Linked DNA regions of Mus musculus: region 2 is linked to region 1. The links are chromatin contacts, called in public HiChIP or PLAC-seq maps. All regions are on one chromosome and are shown on one strand. Each heading gives the region's core, a stretch centred on a gene start, on an enhancer-like site or on the middle of the called end of the contact. The rest is flanking DNA. Distances are from core to core; before and after follow the strand shown.

Evidence for each region. HiChIP or PLAC-seq counts read pairs in DNA pulled down with a chosen protein or histone mark.
Region 2: an H3K27ac HiChIP or PLAC-seq map of VIP interneurons shows a contact between it and region 1, with 2.1 times the contacts expected there. The contact joins two enhancer-like sites. A contact is called at or near these places in 1 of 15 datasets of contacts at CTCF or cohesin (embryonic stem cells), 8 of 484 Hi-C or Micro-C datasets (the HL-1 cell line, cerebral cortex, cortical neurons and 5 more), 5 of 115 datasets of contacts at active chromatin or transcription factors (VIP interneurons, astrocytes, embryonic basal ganglia and 2 more) and 2 of 9 other capture datasets (embryonic stem cells and liver).

The regions. Positions count from the first base shown.
Region 1 is chr17:5,284,263-5,290,058 of GRCm38.p6, forward strand. All of the region lies in intron 7 of Arid1b (AT rich interactive domain 1B (SWI-like)), which reads left to right. Among named protein-coding and RNA genes, the nearest start is that of Gm34854, 63 kb to the left of the region's middle. Within about 2 kb of position 2,554, at least 63 of the 459 cell types and tissues checked have an H3K27ac peak or open chromatin away from gene starts, as enhancers often do. A contact at or near this core is called in VIP interneurons, cerebral cortex and forebrain, where this site is marked.
Region 2 is chr17:5,396,504-5,401,936 of GRCm38.p6, forward strand. No RefSeq gene overlaps it. Among named protein-coding and RNA genes, the nearest start is that of Gm29050, 12 kb to the right of the region's middle. Within about 2 kb of position 1,323, at least 39 of the 459 cell types and tissues checked have an H3K27ac peak or open chromatin away from gene starts, as enhancers often do. A contact at or near this core is called in VIP interneurons, cerebral cortex and forebrain, where this site is marked.

The DNA.
Region 1 (5,796 bases), core at 1,304-3,803:
TCTTGCCTGCCTTCAGCAGGTACCTCCTGCTGCATCCCCTCTTGCTTGTGCCTGGTGCAGCCCCTCTGGACACAAGGACACAAAGCTCCTGCAGCATGTGGTACATGAGAGTCTGACTCTCAGAATCCTTGTTTCTTGTTCAGGAAAATGGCGCTTTATACCAGGTGGGCTGTAGTGTGCAGTAGTAGTCTTTGTATACACACATACATACACGTCACAGCCTCCTGTTATGTCGCCCCTCAGGAGTACAGTTGGCTCTGTACATTGGGTAGGCATGGAATGCTGTGCCGTCGACTGTTCACTGATTCAGAACTCATAGCAGAGATTTTTGTCTGCTTCACGAACTCACAGTGCCCTGTAGCAGTCACTACTACAAACATTGCCCCCAGCAGCTGCCCTCGAGCGGTGACCGACCACTCATCACCCCATCCATACTTGAAGCAAAACGCAGATTTCTGAAAGACACAGGCAGACCTAGTCTGCCCACCCGCCTGCCTGCCATCAGACTAGCACCTGGTTGCTGCCAGATGTCCTGGGCTTGGCATTAGCTGTCAGCATTGGTGTTTCCCTGACAGTCCAGCAGAAAGAATGACTCCTCCACTGTGCCTCTCACCACTCTGTAGATGTCTCTGTTTCTTCTTCCTGGATCCCATCACCGGGCACATGCTCTGTGTTCCTTCATTGGCGCACCGAGGTTCTCTGTTCACTGTTGGATGCCCAGCAGCTGGCTCAGGGCCTGGCATTTAAGAGCCTCCAAAGAACAAGTTTTTGAATGACTGTTGCTAAGGAGAGGAATCCAGCCCAGGCGTGGCTCCCTGCCTTGTGGGGGTGGAGAGACGGGGGTGAGGGGACTCCGCAGTGCCTAAGAGGCGAGTTGCGTGCTGTGTCCAGTCTGTGGGACGTGAAACTACGGCTAACTCTTTGCAATTTCTTTCTTTATGTATTGAGCTTGCATTATTACTTTGTAATTAGGTTGGGTTTTTGTTTGTTTGTTTTTGTTTGTTTTTGTTTTGAGAACTGTTAATAACACATGCTGGGAGGGCGGATCTTCTTAAAGTTGAAAGTGATATTGTAGTAACAAGCAAAGTTCAGAATGAGTATAAACTTTATAGTTTAAAGAAGTTTTAAATGTATATTGACCTGAGAAAAGCAAGGTGCCTTGGATACTAGTGCAAAGCACACTCCAGTATTGACTCAGTAAGGTCAGGTGACTTTAATTTTCAACCTCCATTTGATGTCCTCTTTATTACTTGATCTATGTATGGCCCAAAGATGATTGTGTGCAGATCCCAGGAGAAAGAGGAGTTTCCTGGTTTTGTTTTTGTTTTGGGTTTGTTTTTTTTTTCATTTTTGTTGTTGTTATAAATACAGAAAGGTTTTTACCAGAAAAACACTTAAGAAAAATACTTAGTTATCTGTCATGAGCAAAGTGAAAATTAAAGCCACATGCATTTTGTCCCATGCCTGTTAGGATGGCCAGGACTTTTGACTAGTTGATAATATAAAGCCCTGGCTGTCATTAGTAACTGCCATGCAGTACCTAAGGGCTGTGTGCTCAGAGCGCATGGTGACCCCCTGGCGGCTTCCTGTGGAGGTAAAATCCCACTTATGAAGCTTGCTCTTACCTAGGATCTCCCAAAAGAAGCAAAACAAAAATACATCCCCACAGAGCTCAGTTCATAACTGCCAAAAACTGCTAGCAACATTTCCAGTGGACCTGTGATCACAGCCATGAGCTGCTTAACACTGTGGTGAATCTGGGGTACGCCGCTGACTGACTACAGAAGGGAGCTTCCGGTCATGATGGCAAGCCCTGCGTCCTGATTGCTCTGGTGGCTGTGGGGCTGTATTTGCTTGTTACATGTAAGGTTTATTTCAGTATACAGGCTTCGTGTAAGACTGCTACTGAAACGGGGACAAGGAGCAAGGCAAATGCTTAGCCCTGGTCATAAATAGATGCATGTGGGTGGGCCTGCTGCCCACAGGACGGAAGGCAGAGCCACAGGCTGGGACTGCTAGGAGCTGCTCCGGGTCCTCTGCAGAACAGTAAGCTCCCCTAACCGTGAAGACGCCTCTCCAGCCCTGCGGACAGATTGTTTACAGCATGCCGCTCTCATGAGGGTTGTGTAACCCAAGGTCTGGGTTTTGAAGCATACTACCTTTTGTCCTCCTCGGTATAGAATAAGACACGTCCTTAGCCTGTGTAGCCCAGGCACACGATCTCATGTGAGAGGAGAAGCAATAGCTCTAAGAACAGGAACTGGAAGTATCGATTGTGACTACCAAATCCCGACATGCTTGAGTCAGGTACATAATGGTCTGTGCCCTCCTAAAGCCATGGTGGTGACTTAAGTAGAGTAGCTGCTGCTCCCTCTGTCTGGTGCTTGAATGTAACTCCTGCTGGGCTGAAATCTGAATGCATTCGTGACTGATTTTCCAAAGCTGCCGTGCCAAGATGAACCCACTTGAAAACGGTGGGCTCTCGGACTTGGCTGCAGGAGCCGTCCAGCTGAGGTGGGTTGGCCCGGCATCTGCTGCCTTCATTGTGCCTAATGCTGCATCCATCTGTTTTCTGTCAGAGCCAGTGCCAACAAATTACTAATCTATTAGAGAAACATGGAAAGAAGACTGCGCTGCTCGCTCCTGCCGGTTCCTCTCGTATTTTGCTTGGCTTCCACATTTGGATTCAGTTTGCTAGAGGAGGAAGATGAGCTATAGACTGTGTAGGGTAGGGTGTGGAAGGTGGCACTGGGGCCCCGAGGCCCACGGCAGCAGGCTTTGTGCTGCAACCTTACCTGGTCCCCGTTAGCATCACACCTCCCTAGTGACAGTGCCGCTGTGTGGACAAGTTAAATAACATGTGAAGGTCGTGCTGCCAGGCAGCATCAGAAGCAGGGCCATCAAGCCCTGCTTATGCCTGAGCTTTACCTGGGAAACCATCTGGAGTCTTCAGAAAGTGTGCTTATCCCAGCCCACAGGGTCAGAGAGGAGTGTCTTTAAAACTTCAAGGAAAAGAAAGAGGACTTCTAGTTCTCCCAAACAGAGGCCTGTGATTCTGAGCCCAACTGGCTGAAGGAGATAGACTGAGGACACAGGGGCAGCATCAACACAGGCCTACACGTGACAGCCATGTGGCTGGCCCCACACTTGCCTCATAAGCCAGAATGCTTCCTGCCCAAGCTGGAGCCGCATGGCAATTCAGCCCCACGGTCCATAAAGAAAGGAAAGTATGGAGCAGGGCACAGGGCAGTCAGGAAGCTGGGCTTCCCCTCTGGGCTCATGGAGATCCAGTCTACAGCAGCTTTTTGGTCCCCACCCCACAACGAGTGAGATCCAGAGTGGGAGAGCTCAGCCAGTGTGTCTGTCTCCCACAGGAAGCAGAGCTCAGCAACAGAACGTCCTCCTCTAGTCAAATGGCATTGAGAGTATAGTACAGTGTCCATGTCTAGATGCTTGTTTTAAAGTAAGATTCAGTGTCATTTTCAAAACGAAAGATGTTCACTGGAGAAAAGGACTTCTGCCCACAAGTCATTTATAAAAGCTTGGGAAGATATGAAGTAGCCTCTAAGTAACGTGTGGGCGCGTGGATCCGTTAGTTAAGTGCTTGCACTATAAATGAGTTTACGTTTGTTTGGTAAAAATAAAGCTGAAAGGAAGCTGAGACACGATGCTGCAGGGGAGGGGAGGGGAGGGAGGGGAGAGGCATCCTGCTCACAGGGAGCGGTTACTGAGCCAGCTTTCCTGAGCATCCAGGAAGGTGCTGCTTCTACAGAGGTAGTTGCTCCCAGAGGATAGAGAGCTCAGAAGCCACTTCAGAATTTTCTGGAAGGAGTTTGCATTTGTGGACATTTTTGCATGTTTTAAGCCTTTTTAAAAACAGTATTGCTTGATTATCTCTGTGCACTCTAGCTTTGCAAAGGTGCTGTGTTCTGGTGTGAGGGCCCACTGTCAGCCTGCCTCATATTGCAACCTTTATCCTCCTATCTCCAGGCCCTTAGATTTTCATCTTTATTGAGGTCTTGGAGTCTGCCCTGCTTCTTTAGAATCCTCTTATGTCCACCTTCAGCCTTCATAATGACATTCTACTTAAAGACAGTACAGTGTGGAGCCAGTGTTACGGACATGTCCCAGAACTGCTCTTTTCCAGGGGTCAGCAAATTATTTTCCTCCTTGTTTTGACCCTGTTGTAAATATACACTTAGCAGAAGTGTGTGTCTCCATGTGGCTACCTTGGAGCTATAGGCTGTATAGCTATAGCGCTGAATAGTTGGCAGTGCACAGACCCCCCAAGGCTCCGGCCCTTGGCAGACACTGTGCCAGCCTGTGGTCTGCATGGACAGAGACCTCCAGCTCATCCATAAAGAAGAAAGCTCACCCGCCATATACCCAGTGAGCTGAAAGTGTCTTACTTCCTCAGGCCTACAGGTCATTCTGCTCTGCATAGATTTAAGAAAACCTGTTTGAATGTTGTCATGGTGTGGTTCCACAAGTGTAGTGTTTCTTAAGCATTGAAGAGGCTACATACAGTCCAGAGGGCCTGCACTCCAGGCCACACTCACAGCCTACCTGGGTCACACCCTGGCTCCCCCAGTTACTTGGCACAGGTAATTTGGCCTCCCCACATCTTGAATCCCTCACCTCCAGAGTTAAAGCCTGCTGGCTCGGCTACTTCCCTTGCCCCTCCAGCTCCATGGTGCTCCTCAGTGGCTGCCGAGACCATTTTCCTGCTGCTCGTCACTGTCCTGACTTGCCTGTGCCTGCTTCCCTTTGCCTCTGCCTCATTTGCCAGGAACCCCTCCATCACATTTTGTGTTTGGGAGACTTTATGCCTAAGTGACAACCCCCAAGAGAATGATGTCAGAGGAAGAAACCTGGAGGCAGGTTTCCCAAGAGTCCCCAGTCAATAAGAACAGGATTCACCCCGTCCCCAGAGCCTGTCCTTCATCAGCACCTGAGGTCCCTACTCCACTGCCTCCTGTGCAGAAAAAGCCCACAGTGCCTCCGTCCCGGGCAGACTGAGCCTCTGCACATCGTGTGGTTTTGCTTTTGTGTTTTTCCCTTCGTCCTTCAGCTGCCACGGACACCAGTGTGCACGGACCTACATGGAACTTGGGAGCATCCCAGCTGCGGGCATTTAACTTTCTCTCCCTGTATCTGAGAGCTCTTTCTGGCATTTTTATGTATTTGTTGTCATTAGATGATGGGAGAATGTTCCAAAATGTAGTCAGAACAGATGAGAAATTCTGTCCATAGTCCACAGAAACTTTTTGTTTATTTGTTTATTTGGTTGTTTGTTTTATTTTACATTTATTATTCAAAACTTTATTACTGGAAGACAGCATGCTTCCTTGGTTAAATACGTGGATTCTGTTTGCATGAGCCTCAATCCTAACCTCCAAACTCAGGTTTTCTTCATTTATAAACAGTGATTGGGGTTAGGGGGCTGGAGAGATGGCTCAGTGGTTAAGAACACTGACTGTTCTTCCAGGGGTCCTGAGTTCAATTCCCAGCAACCCCATGGTGGCTCACAGCCATCTGTAATGCCCCCTCCTGGTGTGTCTGAAGACAGTTACAGTGTGTACATACACATAAAATTAATAAATAATTCTTTAAAAGAAAAAGAACAAAGTCATGTGTTTGGTCATGGGGGAACGGGGGTAACTCATGGGGCAGAGGACACTTGAACCACTTGTCTAGTGTACGTTTCAGCTCAGCAGCTAACGTGTGCTGTTATTATTGAAGTGGTACCATGCCTTCCGCTAATGTACATGGATGTAATAATTTATATAGGAGCAG
Region 2 (5,433 bases), core at 73-2,572, 110 kb after region 1:
TAAAGACACCCAGGAGCTGCAGAGGGACCAGGCAGGGATAGGAATTGGATTTTCCTAAAAAAAAAAAAAAAAAAGCCCTACTTTAGGGACAAGCCCTCAGATGACTCAGGGTGACAGGCTCACAGGGACAGTCCCTGGCCTGCCAGCCAGCCTACTCCCTTTCCTTTCAGAGTGGACAGCTCTTTTTTTTTTTTTTTAATTTCATTAGTGTGTGTGTGTGTGGTTGTGTGGTTGTGTTTCTGCATATGTACCCATATGCCATGTCTCAAGTGAGCAGGTCAGAGTCTGTTCCAGGGGTTCCACATGGATTCCAGGGATGGAACGAGGACCAGGCTTGGCGGCAAGCACCTTTGCCATATAAGCTACCCCAACAGCTCTTTTTGGGACTCTCAAGTGTCCCTTCAGTGCCCTTTGTTGGAAAAGCAAATTACAGTGTCGAGAGCAGACACCCACACGTGCAAGTGACAGGAGAATGTGGGGCACGCATAGCAAAATGTCAGTACTATTACTGATGGAGTAAAGATGGGGTTTCAGGTGGCTGTTAGTTTGGCTTGACATCCCTCCCCACCCCCATTTATTTTGGCTGGAACATGAAGTTGTTTGTACCAAGGTGATAGTCATTCACAGAGATCCCAAGGGAAGCACCACTCTGGTGGCAAAGGCCTTCGCCCTACAGATTTGTTACTGACTATGGAAGAGGCTTCTCCATACTGCGGGAGCATGAGATGAGAGGGAACCCAAACTCAGCAGGGTGACGGAGTGTCGCCAGAGAGGCTTGTCCTGGGAGGACACGGCCCACCCTTCTCTCCAGGTCATGGATTCCGGCAGTACCTACACCCACGCTTGGAGTGGCCTGTGCGGAAGATCTGGGGTGTGGTCAAGAACTGCTCAGCAGTGTGACCACCGGGCGCATAGGACGATCAGAGTTGAATGTGTCTTGGGCGACTCTAGAATGCTCTACTGGACTTAATTTTCAGGGTTCACGGAAAGAGCAGAGCACAGCCAGAGGCCCTGGCCTCCGGGCTGGGACAGCATCCCTTGTCTTAACGCGGTGGTGTCCTGGCCCGAAGCCCCACGTAGTATATCCACAGCAGCAGCAGCCAGCCCGCAGCTCGTCCGCCCTCTGCTGGCAGAAAGCCTGAATGACACTTGGCGTTTGCAGCTATATCAGGAAGTCCGCGCTGTGCCCTTGAAAACACAGGGAGAAACCTGGGCACAATGATAAAGGGGGACACAACTGACAGGGAAGGCGTAGCTTACTCGGAATGTCCTCGTGGGGCGTCCGAAAAGCGCGACAGGATGACTGCCTGTCCCAAGGCCCCAGTGGGTCTGTGAGTGACCTGCTCAACAAGCCCAGCTGGTGTGCCAAGCACCCTGCATTGGTGTACAGGAGCAGGGATGCTCATTTGGGGCAGCTTCGCTGAAGTGCTACAAACTGAGAGGCTTAGAGATCGTATTATTTTCAGAAATGAATTATTTCTTGTTTCTAGTGGATGCAAATCCAAAGTCAAGGTGTTCATAGAGCACTCTGAAGGCTCCAGGGAGGTTCACTAGAAGACCCTTCACCGCAGTTGTCCTATGTCGGTCTCCATGCGGCATTGTCCCTGGGCAGATCTATGCTTCTCTGTTTGTTAGTACAGTAGTTGTTGCAAATAATCAAATATAACTTCACCCGAATTTGATTATATCTAAAATGCCCCTGTTTCTAAAATAGGTTATAAGAAGGAGGGGTGGGACTTTACAACGACTTTCAAAGTCTCACCTCAAACATAGCAGATATGCCCAGCGTGCATCCGGGTATGGGGACTGTGAGCTGACCAACACTGAGGGTCTCCGTGACCAGGAAGCCTGAGTGGCCCATGGGCAGGCAATGCTTGAGGTGGGGACCCAGTAAGGAGAATACTTCCCTGTGGTAGGGGTTGGAACAGGAACTGCTTAACGATTTTATTTAGATCTCTAGGCAAGTGTAGGCAAAGATATTGCTTAAATTCACAAAATTAATAAAGATGGTCTTTTTTTTTTCTAGCTTTCTAGTTCCGTTTCTGTTGCTGTGAAAAAATATCACCACCCAAAGCGGCATAGTTCAGGAAGGGTTTATTTGGCTTTCGGTGACGGGTTAGAGACTACCATCGAGAGAGGTTAAGGGCAGCTGGTCAGATCCCATCCCTAGTCTAGAGCAGAGATACACGATGGACCCTTGCCTCTTTGTGCTCTTTCTTCTTAAACAGCCCAAGAGGCCCAGACCATGTGTCTGTCAGGTCTCAGGCCATGCGTACGTCCAGATGCTGCTAGCTCCCAGGCCCTCCCCACTTTTGCCTTGCATTCCAGCTTCCTGGACTACCAGGATGGTCCTCACCAGCCAAGAAGTAGCTGCAGAAGAGACTACACCATCCCTCATCAACAAAAGGCTGGGATGCAAGGTCTCAGGCTGTGCAAATATCCAGAAATGAGCTCAAACTGGATATATGGATTGCCTGAGACCCAACAGAGCTGTTCACAATGGGCTGGGTCTTTCTTCGTCAATAAGGAATCTAGACCTTCCTCCACAGACATGCCCACAGCTATGGCTTTGGCTATTGTTTTGCGAATACATTTTCAAGGCTGTTATTAAGAGAGAGCCATTTCTCATGTGGTGACACATCTCTGCTAATCTCAGCAACTGAGATGCTGAAGTAGGGAGATCTGTTTGAACTGTGACCCACAGTTAGAACTTGGTACCTCTCTAGGTAGCTGGCCTTCCATTCCTGTGGTTTAAAAGGAAGAAAATCAAATCCACCCAGAGGAGCCCAGGTAAGCTTGGTTTGAAGGATGGCCCAAGATGAGAGAGGTAGGTGTCTTAGCTAGGGTTTCCATTGCTGTAAAGAGACATCATGACCAAGGCAAGTCTTATAAAGGACAACGTTTAATTGGGGCTGGCTTACTGGTTCAGAGGTTCAGGCCATTATCATCATGGTAGGAGGCATGGCAGCATTCAGGCAGGCATGGTGCTGGAGGAGCTGAGAGTTCTATGTCTCATTCTAAAGGCAAACAGGAGAAGATTGCTTCCAGGCAGCTAGGAAGAGGCTCTCTCAAAGCCCATGCCCATAGATAGTGACAACTTCCTCCAACAAGGACACACCTCCCAACAGCACCACTCCTTGGGCCAAGCATATTCAAACCACCACAATAGATAACTAAGGTCATGGCAGAGGAATGAGTGAGCCATGGAGCTCCAGAGAGGGCAGAGGTAGTAACACAGGCCACCTGGCCAGGATCAGGGACAAACTGGATTCAGAGGAGTTGAGGTAGAGGCACCAAAACCTTGTCATTTGTGAAGCTGCAGACAGAGTGCGGCCGTTAGAAGCTTGTACCGCTCTTGAAGAGGACCAGAGTCCAGTCCACTTGTAACACCAGTTCTAGTGGATCGGACATCCTCTAAGGGTGCTACGCTCACGTACACAAATCCACACTCAAACACATGCATATGCACATAATTAAAAATTAAAAAATTAAAAAGAAACTTTATGAACAACTCTTAGGACTGAGCTTGCCTTCTAGATTGTGGTTAGGAAAGCAAGCAGGACTTCATGGTGGCCTACAGGAGCCATACCTGATTGGAGGGCTTCATGGTAGCCTACAGGAGCCACACCTGATTGGAGGTTGGCCTGTGTGTGCCCCCAAGCACAGGTGAGTATGTGCAGTTTCTTCATGGGAAATAGTGAAATATCTAACCTCATAGGATAATACTTCAAAACAAAATAATAACAGCCCAAGACAAAGACAAAGATGTTTTTCATATGCTAATTTCCCTAGTTCAGGTGAAATTAATCCTTTGTCTAATCCAGGATTTTAAACAGCGCTTGCTTAAGGAAGAGGTGTGCCCCTGTGGAGGGCTCTGCTTACTGCCTCTGTTTACCGGCTGCTTGGAGAAGTTAGGTGCCTGGGCTTGCAGCAAGCTGAGATCTTTTATAGAAACGAAAACTTAAAAATATGTTGGTGCACAAGATGTTTTGTGTTGAATTTATCTTCAATGCCAAGTCAGGATTTCAGATACCTCCCGAAATAAGAAAGCGGCGACGGGAGGATTTTAGCAGCCGTTATTTTTATTTATAATTTATACCCTGTCGGCTTCTAAAAAGACCAGAGGCAGCTTCCAATAAAAGACGTGTGCACAGTGAAGTTGCTAAAATGGGCCGAGAAAATGGAAAAACTGGCACAGGAGGAGGAGGAAGCAGAGAAAGGGGTAAAGTCTGTGTGAGTCGAGATTCCATTTAGTTCTGAGCTTTCTGGTGGCTGAAGCAGAGGGAAGAAAGAAGTCTTGCTGGCCTTTCCTGTCTGAGGAAGGCAAAGGCGGGGCACTCCCTGCCTTGGGTGTCAGGAGCAGGAAAGGGCCTGGGCTTTAAGTCCAGCCCCTTCTCACCAAGGTCACCACTTCTGTGGCTTCTTCGTGACCAAATCTTTAAGGCCAAGGTCCCAGAAGCCCACGGGGCCCGAGGTGAGGCAGGGAGGGTGGCTAGAGATTCAGGGCACTTTCATTATGGACTGCTGTCAGTAAAGATATGCAGAGGAGGACCAACAGAACAGGTATGGAGCCAGAGCTGAGGGCAAGGAATTGGGGCCTCTGAGAATACTAATTCATTATTATTGTTTAACATATTAGCATCTATCTATTATTACATGGTCGGCGGCGCTGGCATGGCACACATACGGAGGTTAGAGACAATTCTCTGGAGTGAGTTCTCACCTTACACCTTACTTACTGAGGGTTGAACTCAGGTCAGCACATTTGTATGGCTTTTGTATCTGCTTTTACCCAGGGCACCTCTCACGCTCCCCACCCCCACCCTGAGCCTCAAGATCTTAACTCCACCCTCTGATCTATGATGCTGTACCAGGCCAGGAATGCAGCGGAGTATATTGTAGTGGCATATTGGTCTCCTGTAGTACAGCAGGAGTCTGTTAGCTGGCCCTGTAAGAGCAGTTAGACAGGCATGCGGTACCGGGTCTTCCATTCCTGTCTTGCCCTTGGTCGGGAAATACAGAACTTTCCGGTTTGTTTCCCCTCTCACCCACAGTCAGACGTGGCCTTGAGTCTGAGCCACAACGCTTTTTGGGCGTGTGACAGGGACTCGGTTGTTCTGTCTGATTTGACTCTCAGCTGTGTCACTCTGCAAGGATATTCTTTGACTTTTCTAGGCACACTGTTCCCTGTCCTCACGGTACTGACGATGACGCCTACGACGATGACAATGATGATAGAGATGATGGTGGTGGTGATTATGATGATGATGACGACGTTCCCGTTGTGAGGCTGTATGTGACAAAGCTTTAATAATAGTTCCTGAATATAGCAAACACCACTAGGGCCAGCCACTGTGCGCCCCCTCCTATCCCTTGAGTCCTATCTAAGTCCCTCCAGTGGGACTCAGAATCGCTGTGTCTCCCTGAGCTTGG